Regions from separate parts of the Mus musculus genome. Here regions 1 and 3 are each linked to region 2. The links are chromatin contacts, called in public Hi-C maps. All regions are on one chromosome and are shown on one strand. Each heading gives the region's core, a stretch centred on a gene start, on an enhancer-like site or on the middle of the called end of the contact. The rest is flanking DNA. Distances are from core to core; before and after follow the strand shown. Region 1 overlaps Ints1 (integrator complex subunit 1). Region 2 holds the start of Uncx (UNC homeobox). Region 3 has its middle 6.7 kb from the start of Gm46926.

Region 1 (4,651 bases), core at 1,973-4,472, 210 kb after region 2:
GCAGGTTCCTGAGGGCTGTCTGTACCACCTCAAAGTCTCTGCTGCCCAGGCAGTACATGAAGGTGGGCAGAAAGTCAGCAGCGATGCTGCAAGAGACATGTTCATGGGTCACTGCCCTCTGGCCCAGGACCCATATGCACTGACCTCCTATGCCTGGCTCAGCTAGCTGGGGTGACAGTGGCCCTAGGCTGGGGCTTCACCTACCTGGGGTTGTTCTGAATGGAGCGCAGTGCTAGGCTGAAGGCCAGGTTGCGGCAGGACTCCTCCGCTGAGCTCATCAGCCGCTGCAAGTTGGTCTGCTCACGTGAGAGAAGAGTGTCACCGTGGGGACTCACCCTAATGGTAACTCTTCCACAAGCTGTCACCAGGGCAGTGGGACAGCCCACTTGGCCTCCTGCTTCTGTCTGGGGCAGTGCTTCGCTTGCATGGCAGAGGGGTGAGTACTGCCCTTTAGACCCCAACCTGGGCTCTTTCCAGCCTTACTCACCGAGAAGAAGCCCAGGACCTCAGGTCTCCGCCGCGACATCTCGTCTATGTCACTCAGGGTCTCGAGCACATCTGAGGGCAAAGACCAGGCTGTGGGGTCTATGGGGACCTAAGGGGAGCCTCCTACCCCAAGCAACTCTGAGACAGGAAGGGACAGTCCCCAGGCATCCTAGTTTCCCAGAGTCTCCCCAAGATGCACCGGGAACTGTGTACCATGCTCAGTGGTTATCCTGACTAGGACATATCCTATGCCTTCCCCATTTGGCCTCACACTGGTCTCCTGGGAAGCCATGACCAGTGGCTCGCCCTGTAAAATGGATACTTGGAGCAAACCCCTTTAGTCCACCCTGGTTCTGTTCTGAAGACTGACAGACCTACCAGCCACCCTGTTGGTCTTCCTTAAGAAGCTCAATGCGTTTGGGGGTCCGTTGTGCTATCTAAGCAAACTGCTCAGTGGATCCAGGGTGGTCTAGGAACAGGGGGCTCACTCACCCTCAACAGCCCGGCCCCGGGACAGCCTCTTCATGTGAGGAGCCACGTCGGCTACAGTCAGTGGGGTGGAGAGGGAGACACTGACCAGGGGTAGGGAGCCGGCCGAACGCTCATCTGTGAAAGGTTAGTCAGGGTCAGGTGATGGCTGAACACTGAGGGCCCAGCCAGACCTGCAGACTCTATGGAAAGACCATGCCCATCCCAGAGGCACACTGGCCACTATCCAGGGTGCCACACTATGCTTAGTCTATGTGGTGGTCAGGACTGGAGGGTGGCAGTCAGGATGCGGGCCAGTTTAGGAGTGCATTCCCTCGCCTCTGCCCACAAGGTGCCACTCCACATGGGAGGCTTGTGTCTGTGCAGCATGTCCACTATGAAGGACCTTCTATGTGCCTTCAGGCAGCCCGAGACTACAGTCAATCTGGCCAACAGAGGCAGCAAAGGGTAGCGTCCCACCTGTGGAGCATGAGCCACCATCAGGCAAGTGAGGTAGGTGTAAGACCTTGACCTAAGGACCAACCTGCCCGGGCAGCACACGGGAAACATCCAGAAAGGTAATGTCTGAAGCAGAACCAAGCATTTCCATGAGGCGGCTCTGTTCAGTCAGCTTGGTCATGGCACCGTGCGCGTACACGCACGTGCGCATACACACACACACACACACAGAGGACAGATGAAGCTTCAGGGCTCAGCCACACCCACCAGGACCCTCCCTACAACCCCCCCCAAGAGCTCACCTGTCTGCTTACCTTCGCCTTCCTCATCCAGGCCTTGGTCAGTTCTCCCATCCCGGCTGGGCAGGCTGAGCCCTGCCAGTAAAGACTTCAACATCACCAGGTCACTGTTGTCAAAGGACAGGTCACTGTGGAGGAAGCACGGGTTCACTTCAGAGGAGGGCAGGCGGGGAAGAGTGCCAGGCAAGGAGAAGCAGCAGGGCAGGAAGGAGGGCCTGGGGTTAGGCAAGTGCAAAGAGAAATGGTAGGGAGGAGGGGTGAGTGAGGAGGAGTGAATAGGGAGGAGGGGTGAATGGGGAGGAGGGGTGAGTGAGGAGTGAATAGGGAGGAGGGGTGAGTGAGGAGTGAATGGGGAGGAGGGGTGAGTGAGGAGTGAATAGGGAGGGGTGAGGAGGAGTGAATGGGGAGGAGGGGTGAGTGAGGAGGAGTGAATAGGGAGGAGGGGTGAGGAGGAGTGAATGGGGAAGAGAGGTGAGTGAGGAGGAGTGAATGGGGAGGAGGGGTAAGGAGGAGCAAGTGGGGATGAAGCTGAAGGCTGCAATTCAGACCAGAACATTCACTGTCTGGACTGCCCCTCCTGGCTCCAGTGTGGGGCCACTGGCCAGCCTGGGCAGGTGTGGGGACTCACTGGAGGGGCTCTGCGTGCTTCTGCAGGAAGGCCACGGCTGCTGGTGCGCTGCAGCCCACGTACTTGTGGATGAACTGAACGAACTTGCTAATGAAGGGAGCCAGGTGGCGGGAGGACTTCCGGTAGTTCTGTAGAGAAGGCAGAACCACCAGAGGCTTCCTCAGACCCTCTACACCATACATGACCCCCATGACAGCCATGAGCACAGAGCTAGCCTGACTGGGGCCTGATGTTTTGTTTTTTATTGAACGAATGTTTTGCCTGAATGTATGTCTGTATGTCTGTGCACTACATGGGTGTCTGGTGTCCTGGAACTAGAGTTTCTCATGCTTGTGAGCCACCATGTGGGTGGTGGGACCCAAACCAGGGTCTTCCTTTGCGAGAGCAGCTAACGCTCTCTAATCTCTAAGCCCTCCTTCCAGCCCCTGAGTCAGACCCTGATATTGCCTCAATATTATAGCCAAGGCTGGTGCAGAACTTACAATTCTCCTGCCTCAGCTACCCTCGTGCTGATTGCAGGTGTGCTACTCTGACACCTGGCTGGCCTGGCTTTTGTTTTCATAATATTATGTATATACTAGGCATATGACACCAACAAATAGCACCCATGGGACTTGAATGTGGATTCCCCAGGCAGGGGATACTGGGGCTTAGGAGCCTCAGTGAAGAGCTGGTCTTCAGACAGTGGAGACAGAAGCCACTGGGCAGTGGCCTGGCTTTGGCCCTGGCTCCAGGCTGTCCTGTAGGAGCAGAAGGGAGTCAGGCAAGGACAGGAGGGGCCATGGGAGGATGTACGGCTGAGGAATGTGGGGGACAGTCTGCCTGGCACCCACCAGGAGCAGGCGGATAAAGGATCGCAGGCAGTCCCAAAGCGCCCCCTGGTGTTCGCTCTGGAACACACGCGGCTGCAGCAGCTCCAGGATGCCCAGCACATGCAGGAAGAAGGCCAGGTGGTTCTGCTGCCGGAACTCCTGGAAGTTCAGATGAGTGCGGCCGTGCAGGAGGGCTGCGATCATGGGCAGGTGCCTGGGCAGAGCAGAAGAATGTCCCTGGTTACACCTTCCCCCGAGTCACCCAGCACCACAGGCTGTGACAGCACGCACCTCAGCAGCAGGACGGGGTGGGCCACAGCCAGCTTCCGGCAGGCCATGTTGGCGTCAGCCACTCTGCTCTCAGAAGACCGGGAGTCGCTGGTGTCTGCCAGGAGCGTGATGAAGCGATGGACGAGGCCGTCCAGCTAGGGGGAGGGGAGACTACTTGCCTATACACCGTCTGAACTCCCCCTACCCCCTCATGGCCCAGGACATCACGCAGCAGCAGACACACGCTCAGCACGGACACTCTAGCGATCACACCAAAGGCAGGAGCTCATGTGGCCCCTCACACAAAACTCCAGAGGACGCAAGCTGGTCTGCCCTGCTGAGGCACAGTGGAGCTGGCCAGAATGGGTAGGAGGTGGAGACCTCTGGGGTACTCTGGGGTGACAGTGCACGACCCTCGTGATGGAGGCCATGGCCCCATATTGTCCACATGACACACATGTGCTGACTCCTGTCTGCCCACAACCTGGGTACAGAAAGGGGAAGGGGCATCCCTCTGCCCCAAGCTGCATCCAGAGGAAGAGCCTAGCACAGTAAGGTCTAGCTCTGGTGAGGTGAGCTAAGGTGAGACTGATGGCACCCCCACTCCAGGCTCTATGGGGACTATGCCCCTCACCTTGTGGTGAGGTTGATGGTGCAGCCCCCCCCCCGCACCCCATCCTCCAGCCCCCACCCCCTGCTCTGTGGAGACTGTGTCCCTCACCTTGCAGATGCTGCTGCTGGTGGCACCTTCACTTTGCAGCAGGACCTCGGGCACTGGCACCCGGACCTCTGGCCGCTGCAGGTACAGTTGCAACAGCAAGTCTCGGCAGCGCTGGCCCAGCACACTGGAAAGAGCAGAGGGGAGAGGGACTGGGTCACTGGGATGGTGTGGCCAGGGGAGGGACATGTACTGAAGGAGCCACTCCCAGGTGACACAGCAGCCATCTATGGCAAGGGGACACAGTGGGGACTCAGGTACCTGTCCCCCCATTGCTGGATGCAGCTGGTCAGGTGCTCGGTCACTTTTCCAATGCTCTCATCATTGCTACGGCAGCAGCTAAGCAGCAGGGGCAGCCGGGTCTGGATAAGGGTGCGTGCAGCACTGTCCCCATCCTGGCTCCTGGTCTCTGCCTCGGACAGGATAAGCTCCACCAGGCTGAGCAGCTCTGGGCCCTGCACGTGGAGCACCAACTCCTCCCGCCGCTTCTGCAATCAGGAGGCTGCAGGTC
Region 2 (4,937 bases), core at 343-2,842:
CCATCCCCATCCCCCATCCCCCTCCCCCATCCCCCATCCCTATCCCTCATCCCCCATCCCCATCCTCCATCCCCATCCATCCTGGCTGCGTCCACCTCTGCTCACAGTCCGTGCTTGCGGCTTATTTAAGGATATGTCCCCTAATGATTTAGTTTTTGAGACTATCAATATTTTACAGTGGAGAAGGGAATGGCATCTCACTGCGAACATAATTTAATTATAATAGATGGGTTAGTGCCTCCAACCCATTCTTCAGAGCTGACTCAGAGGGAGATTTATTTATTTATTTATTTATTTATTTATTTATTTGAAGGGATGCGTGGGCCATTGGTCACTATCCTGAAGTTACCATTGTCCTTCCTCCTTCCATGCTCCCTCCTCCTCTGGGCTGGCATCCAGGACCCATATGTGTGGGAGTTAAGTGGGGTTAGGGTGCCCCAGCTGCCACCACCCTGTCTATATTGATGGGGTAACTGCCAATCAAGGAGGAGGGCGTCGGGTTAGACTCCTTATAGGTGGGGGCCGCATTTGGCTGGATCACTGTTTGGAGGTTCTTCTCTCCCCCCCTTCCCCTCCTCTCCTCTCCCTTTCTCCCCTCCCCCTTTCATTCTGGTCTCTCCGTCCATCTAGTCCCACTTCCCTCCCTTTCTTCTCTTTTTCTGCCTTGTTCCCCTCCTTCCTCCCCTTCTCTCCACTCTCCGTTTTCATTCTCCCTTCTCTTTATCCTCCCCGCTTTCTCTTCTCCTCTTCTCGCTTCTCTCTGTCCTTCCATCGCTTCTGGTTCCACTCCTCTCTCCTTCCTTTCTCCCCCATTACTTCTTCTCCTTCCTCCTCCATTCTCCTCCCTTTCTTCTTCTCCCCTCCCCTCCATCCTTTCCTCCTCTCCATCCACTTCCTCTCCTTCCTCCCTTTCTCTTTCTGCACTCCTCCTCCCCCAAACCTTTCCTTTCTCCCCCTCCCTCCTGGGCTTGTTCTTCCTCCTCTTTCTTCCCCTTGGTCTTCCAGTTCGTCGGGACACTTCTCTCCCCTTCCTCTCCTCCTCTCTTCCTCCCCCTCCTCCTCCCTCCGCCGCTCGCGGCAGCCCGCAGCCCGGGAGAGGCCGCTGGTAGAGAAGCCCTTGTAGTTTTAAATTCAATGTGACAGTTTCGGAAAGAGCGGATGATGAATCTCCCATTATTGGATCAGTCTATTTGCCGCTCAATGTCTCTCTGTAATTGGAGCAACATCACTTTAAAGGTTCAGAGAGTACAGCATTTCTGGTGAAAAATCCCCACAACACGCCGGCGAATGTTTTAAAGGGAAATCTATTAGAAGGAGGCGAGGGGCGGGAGCGGCGGGGAGCAGGAGTGGGGGGCTCGCCGGGGGCCCCCGGCCGGCCGAGCGCGGCGGTGCCCCTCCCTCCCCACCCCGTCTTGTTGTGACAGCTCCTGATACTGTTTATGGAGGTGCGTGTCAGGTATAATTAGCAATCGATATGGAAAACGTTTCCTTGCACCCAGCACGCCTCTGACGTCAGAGCCGATTAGCGCTTCTTATTGGTCCCAAATTCCCCGGGCCGCGGCTAATTATCGAGAGCTTGATGTTGATAAAGTAAAGCGGCGGAGCGCGGGCCGAAGCATGTGTAGGGCTCCGGGCCCCTGTCCCCGCCGCCGTCCGCGCCCCCGCGCCCCGCCAGCCCCGCGCGCGAGATGATGGACGGTCGCCTCCTGGAGCACCCGCATGCCCAGTTCGGGGGCTCGCTGGGCGGCGTGGTGGGCTTCCCCTACCCGCTGGGCCACCACCACGTGTACGAGCTGGCCGGTCACCAGCTGCAGTCGGCCGCCGCCGCCGCTGCCGCGGCCTCGGTGCCCTTCTCCATCGACGGCCTGCTCAGCGGCTCGTGCGCTGCAGCCGCCGCCTCGGTGGTCAACCCCACGCCGCTGCTGCCGGCTGCCTGCGGGGTGGCCGGCGAAAGCCAGCCCTTCAAGCTTGCAGGTAGGCTGGAGGCGGGGACACGGGGAAACACAACGGGGGGCCTCGGGGTGGGGTGCACCAGGCCGTCGGAGAATAGCGACCCACTCCTCCGTGCACCCCGCACCCGAGGTGGGTGCAAGCGGGACAAGCATCTGCCAGGTGGCTGAGCCTTGCAGCGTCCTGTGCATGCCCGCAGACTCGGGGGATCCAGACAAGGAGAGCCCCGGCTGCAAACGGAGACGCACCCGCACCAACTTTACCGGCTGGCAGCTGGAGGAGCTGGAGAAGGCGTTCAATGAGAGCCACTACCCGGACGTGTTTATGCGCGAGGCGCTGGCGCTGCGCCTGGACCTGGTCGAGTCCCGAGTTCAGGTAAAGATTGGTGTCGCCCAAGGAGTCCGAGATCCCGCACTAGGCGTGCAGAGCGCGGTGAGGCAGGGCCACCTTTGTTCTAAGTGGCGGGGAGGTGGTTTCAGGCTCCGCGCTGCTGGCCATGGTGGGGATTATGAGGGTTGAACCCCTTCTCCCATCTGGAGGTGAGTAACTTGAGAGTGCCGAGGTGATTGGGGAGAGATCCTGGTGGCGCCCCAGTAGCCACTGCAGTGACTGCGTTCGATTCGGGGAAGCCGGGTGTAGGTTGGCTGCGGCCGCGGCGCACAGTCTGGAAAGGCTGCCGAGGCTCGAAAAGCCCTCCAGGAGGGGACAAAGTGGGCCCTGGCCTGGGCGCTCTTGACAGAGGCTTTCTCCCATCCTCGAAGCTGACAGATCTGTTGCTTTATTTCTGGCTTGTGAAATATTAAGATAGAAACATGCATTTATCCATCGTCTTACAAACAGCCGCTGGGGGGGTGCATTTGTGGGAGAGTAGGTGGAAACTTTCGCGGTTAACACATTGGAAAAGAGGGGGCTTAAAAAAAAGGGCATCTGAATTTAAGATTCTTCTCCATTAAATTCCTCCCTCCCCAACCTCTTCGTTATTCGATTTCATGAGGAGTCAGGAAGCAGTATTCATTAAAAAAAAAAAAAAAGCAGCGTTAATTTGGCGTAATAAAATTCCAGAATTAATGTCTGCATAATAGATGCTTTCCTAGAATACAGAAACCTTGGGGTCTGTGTTATTAGTGGGTGCCTGGGGTGGAGGCAGACGCTGGCAAAATACCAGTTTAGCGCCATAGCTTTGCCTGAAATATTTGGGTCCTGGGCTTTGGCCTGCTCTCATCTGTTTAAAAATCCCTCTCTCCAAATTGTTCTGTGGCTTAAGTGAAGTCCGAATCTTTTTTATATCCCCTCTAATATGATAGAAATTTCTGATGAGGAAGTAATCTGGAAATTGCACCCCTCCAAAAAAAAAAAAAGTTTTGAAAAAGAAAAGAGAAAGCTTCCCAGGGTGTTGGCTTAGTCTCAGAGACTTTTGCACAAACCAGGCTCCCTTGGAGCAGGTCTGCTGTGCAATCCTGCTAACTTTATACGGGCCACAACAAAGCCTTTACATTGCTACATTCTGCAAGGCATGGTAGCCTTGCCCAGGTCCTTGGCCCAGGGAGCGGTGGTGGTCTTGGGAGCTGCTGTGATCTTTAAATTCTTCTTGGCTGTCCCAGACAAGACCTGCTGAGAGCAGGAAGGACTACAGAACATCCCTGCTCTCAAGGGGGGGGGGGGGGCTGGTGGTCAGCTTTGGGCCTGCTTGCCCACCTTGTGGCACCCCCCATCCCCCCAGGTCAGGCTAGGCTGGACTGCTTTGGAAAAGCTTTGTGGTCCCTGGTCCTAGGTCCTGCATAACGAATGATGTGCGTAGCTGTGCTGGGAGAGCTGGGCTAATGAAGGTCCATCCAAGTTCGGCTTCACAGGCCCTTCTTGAGGAAGAAGTAACCAGATTTCCCTTCAAGGGAGACCCTGCAATGTGGGCCTTGAGCATCTCTTGGCCCCCCCCCCCCCAACACAGGGGCTGCCGGTTCAGCACAGCCTTTCCTGATCACCAGGCCAGGCCCCTTAGAACTGAGAGACCACGGCGAGGGCAAACTGGGGCCTGCTTCTGCCCCCTACCCCCAACCAGGAACTCTGGACAGCGCTGGGTCACAGGCGACACGGGGCTTGCCTGAGGAAGGGGCAGCTCCCTGGGGCCGGAGGTGAGAATTGAGAGCGGGGAAACTGGCCAAGAGGCCCATCTATGCTCCTTCCGGGCGGATGAGATGCTGGCCAGAAGCTGCAACCCGAGTATCAGCATCCAAGGGCTGGTGGAGAGCTAGCCCTGGATCCGGCTGCTCCCGCTGGAGCCGAGGTTGTTCAGACCTGTCTGGGGCGCGCTTGGGAGGCCCGCGGCCCCCGCGGAAGGCTAGCCAGCCTGATTGTGCCTTCCCCCATCCCCCCTTTGTCCGGCTGTTCTAGGTCTGGTTCCAAAATCGCCGGGCCAAATGGAGAAAGAAGGAGAACACCAAAAAGGGCCCTGGCCGGCCGGCCCACAACTCGCACCCGACCACGTGCAGCGGGGAGCCCATGGACCCAGAGGAGATCGCTCGCAAGGAACTGGAGAAGATGGAGAAGAAGAAACGCAAACACGAGAAGAAACTGCTCAAGAGTCAGAGCCGCCACCTGCACTCGCCCGGTGGCCTGTCCCTGCACAGCGCGCCCAGCTCCGACAGCGACAGCGGTGGCGGAGGCCTGTCTCCAGAGCCACCCGAGCCGCCACCGCCGACCGCCGCGGCCAAGGGTCCTGGAGCGCACGGCTCTGGCATCGCGGGTTCCGCTCCGGTACCTCCTGGCGAGCCACCCGCGCCTGGCACCTGCGATCCCGCCTTCTACCCGAGCCAAAGAAGCGGCGCCGGCTCGCAGCCACGGCTAGGTCGCCCGGCGGACAAGGACACGGTCCCTTGCGGGCCTGGAGCGGCGGCGACTGCGGGCCTGCCTAAGGCTAGCCCGTTCAGCGTGGAGAGCCTGCTGTCCGACTCGCCACCGCGCCGCAAAGCCACCCCAGCCAACGCTGCGGC
Region 3 (4,939 bases), core at 466-2,965, 130 kb after region 2:
AGTACAGCCCAGCCCCAACCCTGGCCACCAATAAACAGAGGTGTGACATCGGAGCTGGGATGTGCAGCGTGTCCCCAGGGAACAGAATAGTGAAAAGCGCACCCAACTCCACAAGCCCTCGGCACTCCTCCCCTCAAGGGTGGGATCCCGGGCCTCACCTGTCTCCCCTGCGTTCCCAGGAAAGATTTGTCTTTCTGATTACAGCAGTGATACACAGGATGCCGGAGAAGAAAAGACCCAGAAGGGGAGAGATGTGTCAGGCAGGGTACCAGCAGCACAGAGAGCTTCTCTGAGAAGCAGCTGATGCTGTAGGCCTGGAGAGGCTGAGGCAGGGGGATGACAGTTTAAGAACAGCTGTGCTGCAAGCCACAGATGACATCTTTCTGCACCAAGTAAATGAACCCCCAACTTCCCCCAGGGTGGGGCACAGCTGTCTGGGCAAGACCATGCTCCGGTACAAAGCATCCTTTTGATGTGTGAACACTGAGTGCACTAGAACACTCTTTGCGTATCGTTCAGAGCATTCAGAATTGGAAATGAGTCGAACATTCACCACAGGACGGTGACGAGGCACCTTTGAGTAAAATATTATGCAGCTATGAAAAAGCACAGCCCCACACATGAACCCTGTGAACATGTCCCCGTGAGGTGGCAGTCCTGGCCTGTGTTCTCTTTTATCTCTCTTCCTTCCTCTTTTCTTCATCTCTCTTTTCCCTTTCCATCGCTGCCTCTCCTCTTTGATATGAAGTGGGACTCCCCACAGCTCACTACCAGGACGGGAACTTCTGAGTTTGCTGACCCTGCCCCTGCCCCGGCCCACGTCTAGGCACTCCACACACTCAAGGAAACTCAGGGCCCCTGCTTCCCTCTCTCTGATGGGGAAACCAAGGCTCTGGCAGGACCTGTGTCCTACCTGACCCTCAATCCCTGCCCATCTCTGGCCCTCACCCTGTGTGCTTACTCATGAGTGTGTACTGACAATAGGTTTGGCTGTGGCGGATGGAAAGGCCCGAGGCAGGGTTCACAGTCCCTTGGAACCCACCCCTCATGGAAGGTTGGAAGCAGATGGCATCACAGTCCCGCCTAGACCAAGGAGCCTTGCTGTGGAGCTGATGTTACTGGACTGTGGAAGGACATGGCTGGGAGGGATCCCACCTATCCTGGGCCCAGGAGTATCCCAGATGCAAATCTAATTGGGGATTTTCCCACCATGCACTGTGGCCCCTGGATGAGGTGGTTCACATCCCAGAGCCTGCCGGACATGCCCCACAAGCCAGGCAGGGCTGAGGTAAAGCAGGCTGCTCTTACACACCAAAGTGGGACTCTTGAGGCTAAAGCAATGGCTGGGCAACCCACCAGCGAGCTAGGGAGGTCCAGCTGACCTCAGTGGTCCCTCAATCTCTACCAGAAAACTCCAGAACTGTGACTTCAAGGACAAACTCTGCTCAGAGGTGGGTGCTGGGCCTCAGGCTCTGGAGTCTTTTATGGTCTTGACCTTGAGAGTATTGAAGCCAGCGCTCCCTGCTCCTTCCTCAACCCTGTCTTTTGGGAGCTGATCCCCTGAGAAGCCAGATCTGCCTGTGGGGATGCCCCTGAGCCTCAGTTGCCAGGCAACTGCCTGGTGCACCCGGGCAACAGCGGTCTTGAGCCTCACCCTGGTGATAGTGTTTCCACTACATCAGTACTGCTCGTCCCCCGGGGTAACCTCCCACCCTTGTCCCCAGGGCAGGTTGAATCCTGGTCATCACAGCCTCACTGCCAGATGTCTAGGCAGGAGCCCAGTAGTGACACTGTGGGAGAACTCTCTTCCCAGGCCAGAGGGCAATTGTCACCTGTAGGGGGCCTATCATCGTGTCTGAGATCTGGCCAGTCCCCCATGGGCCATCACCACCTTCTGCTCCTCTCTCAAGAAAAGAACTGGCTCCTACAGGCTTCTGGCTCTACTGTTCAACCCATCTATGAAGACATAATGGGACCCCGGAAACTGTCCCGTGTCCTGTGGTCTGGGGCCAGGCTCCTGGTCTCAACAGATGTGGGAGCTCACGCTGGCAAACCCATTCAAACAGCCAGACAGCATCACGTGGAAACTAGTTGCAGAGAGCAATTAACACTTCATTAATAATCGATGAGTTGCCAATTTGCACGTCGCCCAGGAACAAATGGCAGATCAGGTTCAGCTGTGACATGAGGACTCTGGAGCCAGAAGCCAGGGGGCAGCCAGAGTTCCAGAAGTGATGGGAAGTGGGGCTGGCAGGGGTAGGACACAGGCATTTATATGTGTGTGAGAGTGGCTCCCTCTTGTGTGGGGCTGGTGAGGGTGGAAGCTCTATCCCATGCTCTACAGAACAAGGCAGAGACACAAGTCCCTTCTGCAGGGACAGCTGTGGTAAACCATACAAGAAGCAAAGGCCAGATGATATAGCTTGTCACAGGCCCTGGGCCCAGGACACAAGTCCCACCCTTTCCTCTGCAGCTATGGGGCAAGGGGGCCTTTATGGAGACCCTACTGCATACACACTTCATCTACACATCAAGCCAGGGGTTTCCCCACTTGAAAGGCAAGGGTATCAGGTGCAGAGCAAGGGGCTGAGTCTAAGCTTGGACCTCCCAGCTCTGCCCTGCTCCAAGTTCTACATCACCCTGTCCTCCCACCCCACCCCCACTCCAGAGTCTGATGATTAACCCTTTCCCAGCATCCAGCAGCTGCAGGCTCAACAGTCAAGGAGGGCTCTCGCCAGCAGGAACGCAGGTCCAAAGACTGCTTAGGCCTCCTAGCCCTGCAGATGAAGCTCTGCCCTGCTGCCTCCCCTGTGACCTTCTAGCTCCGCTCTAGCTGACGGGTGCTGAGGAAGACATCTTGGAACCAAAAGTCCTGAGGAGCAGATAGAGGCACGGGAATATTCCAGGAAGACTTCAAGGGCAGTCATGATGTCCCCTGGCTGAGGCCACAAGGATGGTCACAGAGGCTCCCAGGGTGGAAGGGATATGGAAAAGCCAAGCATGGGAACATCTGGAGGGACTCTCAGCAGCCACATCGGCATGTGCTATGGCCCTGGGGTACATCCGCAACTTGAGGAGGGGCCTACTGGTAGGTGGATAAAAGAGCGAGTAGGTGAGACAGGAAATCACAAGATAGGAAGGCCATCATGCTGAGAGTCTGGATTTTATTTCAAAGTTTTAGGCAAGGTCTGGATCAACTGGTCTTGCACACACTGGCTGTAGAAAGGTCTAGATATCCCCGGAAGCTAGGGGTGGCGCCAGACCCAGTAGGATCTGGCTGTGGGTGGGACCAGAATGAGATGAGTAGCAAATCAAGTCCTCTGAGCCTCAAGAGCCGTTGGCAGGTGTAAGGTGACTCCCAGTTGGAACCACACAGGACTTCTCAATTTCCAGCCTGGGGCCCCTGAACCCCTCTTGCTCCCGTCTGCACCCGGCACCCTCGCCGTGAGATTGAATTTACAACGGACGCCAACACATTTAAATCCATTTATTGCAAAATTACTTTTCAATAATTACATCACTGTGCCGACTCTGTTGCATAATGAAATTAGCATGAGAGACATTAGAGACAATATAAAATTATAAGAAATATTGAAATACCGCGTTCCCGTCTGTCTTCACGAGGCCCCATAGCTTAACTGGGGAGCTGGTGAACCTCATCCGTGAAACTGGAATACACTGAGGGTAATTACATAATGCCTTCTATATAAATTAATTATAACTGTTATTGCAGATTTGTGTTATCGGATTGAAATTCCCCTTCACCCGAGCCTATTAGTGGAGAATGGGACCCCAGTAGCAAGTGGTCCTGAGCTCCCAAGGGGCCCATAGTTTAGAGAAAGACAGCAGAAAAGACCCAGGCTATGGGGGTCAGAGTTCAACTTCTGCCCCTGCTGTGTGTCTCCAGTAAAATCACCCAACATCTCTGAGCCCAGGTTTTCCTCAAGCCTAATTCAAGTTGAAGATCCTTTGTCCAATGTTCTAGAGACGACATTGTTTCAGATTTTAGAATTTTTTTTTATTGAATTTGGGAATGTTTGTGTAGACTTTCCCTAGGTCTAACACCCTGAATCTGGAAGTCCAAAGTATTCTAAAATCCAATATCTGAAATCTCATTGGTGTGAGATTTTAAACATTTCTGATCCCCGGGGGTGCTAAGAAGCCGGCTCAGTATATGCACAGTGTGCTTGGGAAATCAGCATGAGGAACAGAGACCATGTAAACAAGCCAGAAGTGGCGGTGTATGCTTGTGATCACAACACTGGGGAGGCAGAGACAGGGGAATACCTGGGGCTTGCTGGCCAGCCAGCCTGGCTCTGTGAGTTCCAAGACCAAGACAGGGCTCGCCATTTTTTAAAAATAAATAAATAAATAAAAATGGGAAGGGTTCTTGAAGAATGACAGCAGAGGTTGACCTCTGGCCTCTACAGGCAAGCATGGAAACACATGAACTTGCTGTGACTGGGTCATGAGTGGTTCATTGCTCAGTGGCTTCATGCGAGTTATCAGTGATAGCCAACCAGAGCTTCTGGACTGAAGAATTTAGAGGCTTGGGGAGGTATGGGGCTTAGGAACTCTCTAGGCTGTGTACTGGGGGATGCATGTCTCCAAGCTGGACAACTGAGACCTAGGCAGAAGGTTCTGCCAACTCTGTGACCATCCCCAAGCCCCAGAGATGCCCTAAGACTTGGGCTGGGCCCTGGAGGTGTCAGGTTTGTACAGTCCTTCTCCCCACACTGGCTAAGAACCCTGGTCACTGTGGTTGACAGGCTAGGACAATCCTGGAGACTTCCTGGAGGAGGTGATGTTTCCTTTGAGGTGGTCAGTGGCAGGGGTGGCCATCAAGAAGGACAATTTATGGAGGATAGAACAGAGATGGTCTCTTTGAGATGGGAGCAGCTCGTTTCTAACCCTGCCCAGTTTGCCATATTCTCCAGTC

Evidence for each region. A called contact is a pair of places that touch in the nucleus more often than the background predicts.
Region 1: a Hi-C map of differentiating embryonic stem cells shows a contact between it and region 2, with 2.3 times the contacts expected there. The contact joins the enhancer-like site here to the promoter of Uncx in region 2. A contact is called at or near these places in 17 of 39 promoter capture datasets (the 3T3-L1 cell line, 3T3-L1-derived adipocytes, the HPC-7 cell line and 11 more), 7 of 15 datasets of contacts at CTCF or cohesin (CD8 T cells, the G1E-ER4 cell line, the NIH/3T3 cell line and 3 more), 151 of 484 Hi-C or Micro-C datasets (the 63-12 cell line, the AML12 cell line, B cells and 81 more), 23 of 115 datasets of contacts at active chromatin or transcription factors (the HPC-7 cell line, the NIH/3T3 cell line, astrocytes and 14 more) and 6 of 9 other capture datasets (adipose tissue, embryonic stem cells, embryonic tail and 3 more).
Region 3: a Hi-C map of the CH12 cell line shows a contact between it and region 2. The contact joins the enhancer-like site here to the promoter of Uncx in region 2. A contact is called at or near these places in 28 of 39 promoter capture datasets (the 3T3-L1 cell line, 3T3-L1-derived adipocytes, the C10 cell line and 16 more), 7 of 15 datasets of contacts at CTCF or cohesin (the G1E-ER4 cell line, embryonic stem cells, large pre-B cells and 2 more), 225 of 484 Hi-C or Micro-C datasets (3T3-L1-derived adipocytes, the 4T1 cell line, the 63-12 cell line and 114 more), 34 of 115 datasets of contacts at active chromatin or transcription factors (the HPC-7 cell line, Th17 cells, acute myeloid leukemia and 21 more) and 7 of 9 other capture datasets (adipose tissue, embryonic stem cells, embryonic tail and 4 more).

The regions. Positions count from the first base shown.
Region 1 is chr5:139,751,734-139,756,384 of GRCm38.p6, forward strand. Ints1 (integrator complex subunit 1) reads right to left here. Exons shown (of 47, transcript NM_026748.2): 37 at 4,402-4,628; 38 at 4,144-4,267; 39 at 3,444-3,577; 40 at 3,174-3,366; 41 at 2,341-2,468; 42 at 1,728-1,840; 43 at 979-1,092; 44 at 488-558; 45 at 205-296; 46 at 1-86. Among named protein-coding and RNA genes, the nearest start is that of Mir7037, 14 kb to the right of the region's middle. Within about 2 kb of position 3,223, at least 9 of the 459 cell types and tissues checked have an H3K27ac peak or open chromatin away from gene starts, as enhancers often do. A contact at or near this core is called in differentiating embryonic stem cells, where this site is marked.
Region 2 is chr5:139,542,306-139,547,242 of GRCm38.p6, forward strand. Uncx (UNC homeobox) reads left to right here and starts at 1,593. Exons shown (of 3, transcript NM_013702.3): 1 at 1,593-1,974; 2 at 2,150-2,325; 3 at 4,339-4,937. The coding sequence starts at 1,689.
Region 3 is chr5:139,673,491-139,678,429 of GRCm38.p6, forward strand. No RefSeq gene overlaps it. Among named protein-coding and RNA genes, the nearest start is that of Gm46926, 6.7 kb to the left of the region's middle. Within about 2 kb of position 1,716, at least 9 of the 459 cell types and tissues checked have an H3K27ac peak or open chromatin away from gene starts, as enhancers often do. A contact at or near this core is called in the CH12 cell line, olfactory sensory neurons, pancreatic islet and 1 more, where this site is marked.